Regions from separate parts of the Mus musculus genome. Here region 2 is linked to region 1. The links are chromatin contacts, called in public HiChIP or PLAC-seq maps. All regions are on one chromosome and are shown on one strand. The core of a region is the stretch at or near the end of the contact, and the rest is flanking DNA. Distances in the headings are between cores, read along the strand shown. Region 1 overlaps Gm46150 (a long non-coding RNA gene). Region 2 holds the start of Amotl2 (angiomotin-like 2).

What was found. HiChIP or PLAC-seq counts read pairs in DNA pulled down with a chosen protein or histone mark.
Region 2: an H3K27ac HiChIP or PLAC-seq map of embryonic fibroblasts shows a contact between it and region 1, with 27 read pairs. The contact joins the promoter of Amotl2 here to the enhancer-like site in region 1. A contact is called at or near these places in 6 of 39 promoter capture datasets (cranial neural crest, embryonic stem cells, maxillary cranial neural crest and 3 more), 5 of 484 Hi-C or Micro-C datasets (embryonic fibroblasts, embryonic stem cells, nephron progenitors and 2 more), 10 of 115 datasets of contacts at active chromatin or transcription factors (embryonic brain, embryonic fibroblasts, embryonic midbrain and 4 more) and 3 of 9 other capture datasets (adipose tissue, liver and pancreatic islet).

What each region holds. Positions count from the first base shown.
Region 1 is chr9:102,672,034-102,675,280 of GRCm38.p6, reverse strand. The region is part of intron 2 of Gm46150 (a long non-coding RNA gene); the gene reads left to right. Among named protein-coding and RNA genes, the nearest start is that of Gm46150, 10 kb to the left of the region's middle. Within about 2 kb of position 1,715, at least 21 of the 459 cell types and tissues checked have an H3K27ac peak or open chromatin away from gene starts, as enhancers often do. A contact at or near this core is called in embryonic fibroblasts and pancreatic cancer cells, where this site is marked.
Region 2 is chr9:102,716,287-102,719,533 of GRCm38.p6, reverse strand. It overlaps Amotl2 (angiomotin-like 2), which reads right to left and starts at 1,730. Exons shown (of 10, transcript NM_019764.2): 1 at 1,632-1,730.

The sequences.
Region 1 (3,247 bases), core at 466-2,965:
AGGTTCTCACCCCAAGGTTACATACGCAGGAAAAACTGCTGGAGAAGAGGGGAGATCCCCTGCTAGGCAGGGCTGCCTTGCAAGCTGTGCAGAAAGCTCTAGGCATGCAGCCTTCCCATGTCATCACCGTGCTGGGGAGAGCTTTTCAACAGATGCATCTGAGTCATTCATATCCCCGAAAGAAACCCCTCACCCACACTTCTCCAAGGAACCCCAATACACTCTTATTGGTTCACTAAGTTAGACTAAGGGTGAAATGGTTTCTTTAATCTGCCATGGTACAAACAAATCTTTCTTCATACTTTCCCAGGACAAGTCAGATAACATGTGTCATAAGTGCCCACTGAGCGAAGTTGAATGGTGTCACTCAAGGCCACTCAGATAGCTCATAGGGAGACCTCCCATCTTGGGATTACAAGACCCGCTTTTAGCTTAAGCTTGCTCTTTCGATGCCCATATAGACCAGGTCTCAGTTTTCCCCATTGTAAATGAGAGGCTGGCCTGCCTTAGCATCCCTGTGGTTATTTTCCAGGGACCTAGTCAGCCCTGTGTGATGTTCTGAGGATAATAGTACTTTGATAAATGAGACTGTGAGCTGAAGATGGTTATAGGGACATGTGGGGACATGCCTAGCCTGAAGCTGGCTGCCCACCCTGATGGGCCACATGACCTTGTCAGGTAGGCATCTCTTAGGAGAGGAGGCTGTGAGTTTCTAGAGTCAAATTTGAGCAAAATAGGACAGGATCAGAAGATGCCATCCTGGAATATGAAGAATAGTGGTTTCTCTCTGACCCAAGACCTATGGGCACATCCCTGCTTACCCTGGGCAGCATCAGCCACTTCAGCTGGACCACAAAAGCTGGCGTTAACCAGGCAGAGCCTTCTGGACACAGCTACAGCAAGCCACCTTTAGTGCGGAGCAAGCAGATATTCCCTCATCCTGGTCTTTCTGATCTCTCCCAAAGTTTTCTCAAGAGTTCCTGGCCAGTGACACTCAGGAAGGTTCGGGCTGTCTCATAGTGACAGGTTGGCCTGCCTGGTTCTCAGAATCAGGAAAAAAATAATAAAAAAAAAAAAAAAGGAGACAGAGCACACATGATTAGCCCTCCTGCGTCTGGTCTCTCTGAGCTGTAGTTGCTTCCTTCAAGAAAGGGCCAAGAGTGCTTGTTTAGCACTCATGAAGTCTAGGGTTTGATACCCAGCACTAGATAAACCAGATGTGGTGGTAGAGACCAATGATCCCAGCACTCGGAATGTAGAAGCAGGTAGGTCAGAAATTCAAGGTTCCCTTTGGTTACATAGCAAGGTGGAGGCCATCCTGGGATACATGAGACCCTTTCAGAAAGAGACCGGGAGCGGCTAGATACAGTGATACACACCTACTTCCAACTGCCTGGGAGACTGAGGCTGGAGAATCGACTGAGGAATTTGATGCAAGCCTGGGCAGCTCTTCCAGACTTTTTCTCAAAACAAACAAACGAAGCAATTAAAAATAAGTGACAAATTATCCGTCTTCGGTGAAGGAGGAAAACGCCCCCCAGTGACTGAGAGCAGAGTCAGGACTTAGACATTCATGGAGACAGTAAACTCAGCCCTTGACGGCTGCAGCATCTGGGCTTTGGGGCCCAGCTGGCATGGCCACAGGCCACTGCAGGAGGTCTGGATGGAGTGTGCCTTGAGTCATCCCAAGCATCCAAGGCCAGGGGAGTCATGGCTGGGAATGATGAACACCTTGGCTAAGAGCAACGTCAGTCCTCTGTCTGGAAGGTGAGTCAGGGGCCCACAGAAAGAGGCCTTCACATTCCTGGAGGTGGCTTTGTCTTACTGTGCTTCCTTCCCAAAATAACCTCAATGGAACAACAGCTTTCCAGTTCGTATTTCTACAGTGAAGACGGCTGCTGTGTGCTTTAGTTCCCAGGCACAGCACAGCTCGAAAGCCAAACTCCCGCGGGATATTAAAGGGTCATAAGCCTTCTAAGTCTCCCTTCTGTCCAGTCCGCAGGCATCTTTCCAGCATTTATGGAGTAACTACTGTGTATCAGGTCTTGTGTCCTAGCCCCCAGCAATTCCAAAAACACACCATCCCCCCATCCCTCACCACCCCGCCTCCCACTCTTATACTTCCTATAGTCTAGGGCTGGAGGACTCTAAAACAGCGAGCAAACCAGACTTTGTTTTCTGTGCCAGGGTCTCACTAGGTAGCTCTAGCTGACCTGGAACTTATGTAGACCAGGATAATAGTGAATTCACAGAGTTCGACCTACCTCTGTCTCCTAAGAGCTGGGATCAAAGATATGGGCCACCACACCCATTCTTGCAATTTGCTACAATCTATGAATTAATTGAGGGTTGGGAAGAGTTCCAACAGAGGGGAGCAGAAGGAAGCAAGGACAGGGGGTGCACTGGGGTGCCAGGGCTTTGCTTTGAGACTAGATCTTAGGGAAGGAGGTTGCAGCCCCAGGTCCTGGTGTGACCTTCCTGGCAGGAGTAGAGATTCTAACGACAGACGCTGGTGTCCCTCCTTTCTGCTATCAGACTGTTGAAGCAAGGCCCTCAAAGAGGGAACTTGTCTCCAGGAGCCCCATGTTGTGGGAAGGAGAAGGGGAAGGGGAGGGGGAGGGGGAGGGGGAGGGGGGGAAGAACCTGTCTCACAGGAAGAAGCTTTACTCAGTTCTGATAAGTTCTCAGACCACCTTTCTGGACAGACCAGAGCCAGGACAATGATGGGTCAGTGATGGGTGTGACCCCTTATTGTCTATTTAAACCCAAAGCTTGTGTTAGGACCTCCAACTGCAGATTGGCGGGTCCTGTAGCCTCCTTTTTGTCTCTTTTTCTACTGTGGCCACATAAAAGAAATCTCTTTTCTCTCTTTTTCATGATTACATGTTTCGTTCATTGGCATGTTGGGGGCAGGTGGCCGAGCCTAGCTTGTTAGGGCTTTTGGGCCCAGGGTGTGACCCTAAGAACTCTGGTAATGTCCTGTCAAGTGGTGAGGCTTAGTTTGTGGAGCATTTGGGTTCCAATGTCCCAACTATCGGCCAGATCATGAGTTGGGAGGCTGAGGACCAGAGCGTTCTGATTAGGACTGATGGCCAAGGGTTGCCTTATTCCATCCTACCATAACAATGGAGATGTGCCTCTGTTCCTAGTGTAAATAGGTCCTAAGGTACTGAGTACCTGTACTAAGTCATAGGTAGGAGTGTCAGTAGGTTATATGGGTGGAGAGAGATGTTTGCCCTTTCAATGG
Region 2 (3,247 bases), core at 481-2,980, 44 kb before region 1:
AGCCCAGCAGAAAGAAGCCCTAAGCAAATAATTCCATTGATTCTTTAGAATAAAGACGCGTGAGCCAGACCCTGGGCTCAAAGGCTGCTGATAAAATAAATCTGAGTCTCCCTGTCACAGATGACCTTAGCAGCCACTCTGCAAGGTGAGCAGCACAAGAAGCCCCATGGAAATTGGTGAGGAGGCAGAGGGGAGCTTGCAGTAACTGAGCCAGGGAAACATTTTCCATGACCACCAACCTCTTTTCTTGGCACACACATTTGCTACTTAGAAAAACCCCTCCCTACGTGTATGCTAGAGGCACACAGGGGATGATCCCTCTGCATCTCTGTTGATATTAGTAACAACTACCTATGCCAGTTGATGGGGTAATGAGGCGAGGGGGGAGACAAAGGAAGGGGGTGGTGGCCCCTTTCTGTGCCATACTAATGCTAGCCCCCTGTCCTACCTCAGTTTGGGAATGGTATGTTGGCAGAGCTGGAGAAAGGTAATGAGCCCTGACGATACCCAAGCCAGCAACTAATCCTCCCCCCCCCCCCCAACTGCACCCTGCAATGTGTAAGACTTGAAGAGTCTGCTCACACGCGGCTTTTTCTACGCGGTATTTCCTAAGTTAATCACTGTCTGGGCTGACTCGCGCTAAGGATCCGGGAGCGGCTAGAAGGAATGCTGAGCCTTCCCGGCAGATTCCAGGCGCGCCGACTATGAGCCAGGCTCTCGGAGCACCGAACATTTCCGAGGCCTTTCATCGCACAAACGTCCCAATCGAATCCCCTAGATGCACAATCTTTCTTTCAAATACTTATATAAGAGCACTTACTGAAAATCAACTTCCTTACACGGGCGCTGTACCTGGGCTGCACTGGAGCGCTGCACTCGGAAAACCAGCCACCTTTCTAAGCAAACACGGGTCTCTGGCCTTGGCCTGGGCTCACTCCAGCAAAAGGAACCAACGCTAGTCTCCAAGTCAACCAGGCCAGTCCAGGGTCCCGGCGTTACTCACCTCTACCGAGGCAGACCACTAGCACCGGTGGCTGCCCGAGCGCCCCGGGCGAGCAAAACCCGCAACCGCGAGAGGTCTTTAAGCATCGCGGGTACGCCTCTCTCCCTAACCCTCTTTGTTTTCCAAATACTTCAGCGCTGACGTCACCGGACTGGACAGCAGGCTGCATTCTTTCTAAGTGAGAGCCAGTTCGTGGCTCCGCAGAGGATTTTCCAAGGAAGACAAAGAGGAATTCTTGAGCTAGCTGAGGGTAAAAGCCACCTGTATCCCCAATCCAGACAAAGCAGCCACGGTAACCTCATAATTCAGCGAGATATGCCTACCGCAGCTTTTCACTTGCCCCGCACGCGAGACGCACACTCCCAAACACTGATCCTCTGTCCTTCCTCCAGCCCCAGTGGGTCGGAGAATGGTGTCCTCACCCCCACAAAAGCGCGAGCAGTCTAGGCTAGACACCCAGGATCGATCCTCGAAAGGGTTCACAGTCTCCCCTCCCGCTCCCGGGGAGGCTCGTCCACCCCAGCTCCGATCTCCAGAAAGGGTCGGACTGATCGCGGTGTCCCGCTGCTGCTGGGAAGCGTCCCCGCCGGCCTCGCGCACTGCCCGGAGTGCCCGGCACCTTGCTTACCGCTGCGGCCCGCGGCTGCCGGCGCACGCAGACCCGGTTCGGCTTAGGTACAGTCAGCAACGGAGGTGCGCACTAGTCGGTGGCGCCGATGATCTGCTTGCTCGCGCCCCAGTGCGCAGCCTCTAGGTCAGCCCGCGCTGGAGGCGGCTGCTATGCCAGGAATGTGAGAGTTTCAGGTTCCCCCTCGGGATCAAAGCGAACCACAAATAACCTCTCAGCGCGCCGCCCTCCTCCGCTCTCCGCCTCCCTCCGCTCCCCGGGCCAGCCCCCGCCTTCCTCCCGGGAGGCGGCGCTGCGGCTGGCCGCTGGGCTGGCCTCAGCCTTGTCCCCTTGCCACTCTGGGCTCTGGCGGCCGTGCGGCATTCATTCCCTGCCACCCTGCTTTGTGTCCTAGCTGTTGGGAGTGTCTTAACCAACTCGTCCCAAGATCGCCCCACCACTGCCCGCACCGGGTTCTCACCCTCCATTCCTACAGGCACCGAGGGACGACTCCAGGGATCAGCCTCTCACGCCCCTATGGTGGCTGTAAGAAGGGTCTGTGGCGTTTTGGAAATGGCGGGAGGACTGCACAGCAGTTCACATCCGCCCAGCCTTGACAGTGTTGCAGACGAAACGATGTTTCGGCCCGCCGCTGCCCAGCCTCTTTCCTAACTCCTACTATTTCACCCCCCAGCGGCAAACTTTGAATTGCACTTTTATTGTTTACAAACACCTTGGCCAGCTCTTTTAATCCTGCCTCTACAGGAAGTGTGTGAATCTGGGTTGAAAATCTGGTGGATTTAACCCACTACCTAACTAAATGAATCAACCACTCACTGGGCATTCGGTCCAACTCCTCCCTAACTCCGCTCATCTTTAAGCCAAGCACGCGGCGGGTCACCACTTGCTTTTTACTCGGCCATCCGACTCCAGTAACCCTCCGACGGTGCTCTTATCATGTCTGTAATAAATAAGAAACCAAGGTTCAGAGAGTCTAAACAACTTGCCTAGGGTCACACAGAGAGTAGCCAATGAAGCCAGGTCCCTTTTCTTGGTCTTCAAAATCCGGTCTCCGTAACCTGACAAGGCAGAGAGTCTCTGCTTCCACCTACCTGTCCCGAGTTTCAGTGTCTTTTCCACCTCGTCTACACCTAGCCAACCCTCTTTGTCTTCCGCTTCTCTGGCTTTTGGTGTGGAATCGACTCCTTTGTCATTTGGACCCTTCTACTTCCCCAGGAGACTCCTCCAGCTTAGCTGCTCTGACTCCCTCCCCTCCCCGCCCCCCCCACCCTCTTTCTGGTTAGAGCGTGCATTCCTCAGTCCCATCCACCTCGAATCAGGACCAATTTCTGCTGCGGGACTGCCGGGCCCAACCCCCTCCTTCCCTCGGCGTTCTCAATTCCTAAGTTTGCTGGAGGGGACCAAGGACAAGAAACCTTTCAAACTCAATAGTCAGGGATGTGGTTATTTTTGTATAAAGCTTTCCTTTAAAAGGGAGGGGTTCTCAGGAGTTAACCCCCCTTGCTGCCTTTACAGAGGATGTGCCTTCGATTCCCAGCACCTACCTGGTGGTTCACAGCCATCTGTAACTCCAGTTCCAGAGGATCTGATAGGCAATTCTAAATTATGCTGGTACG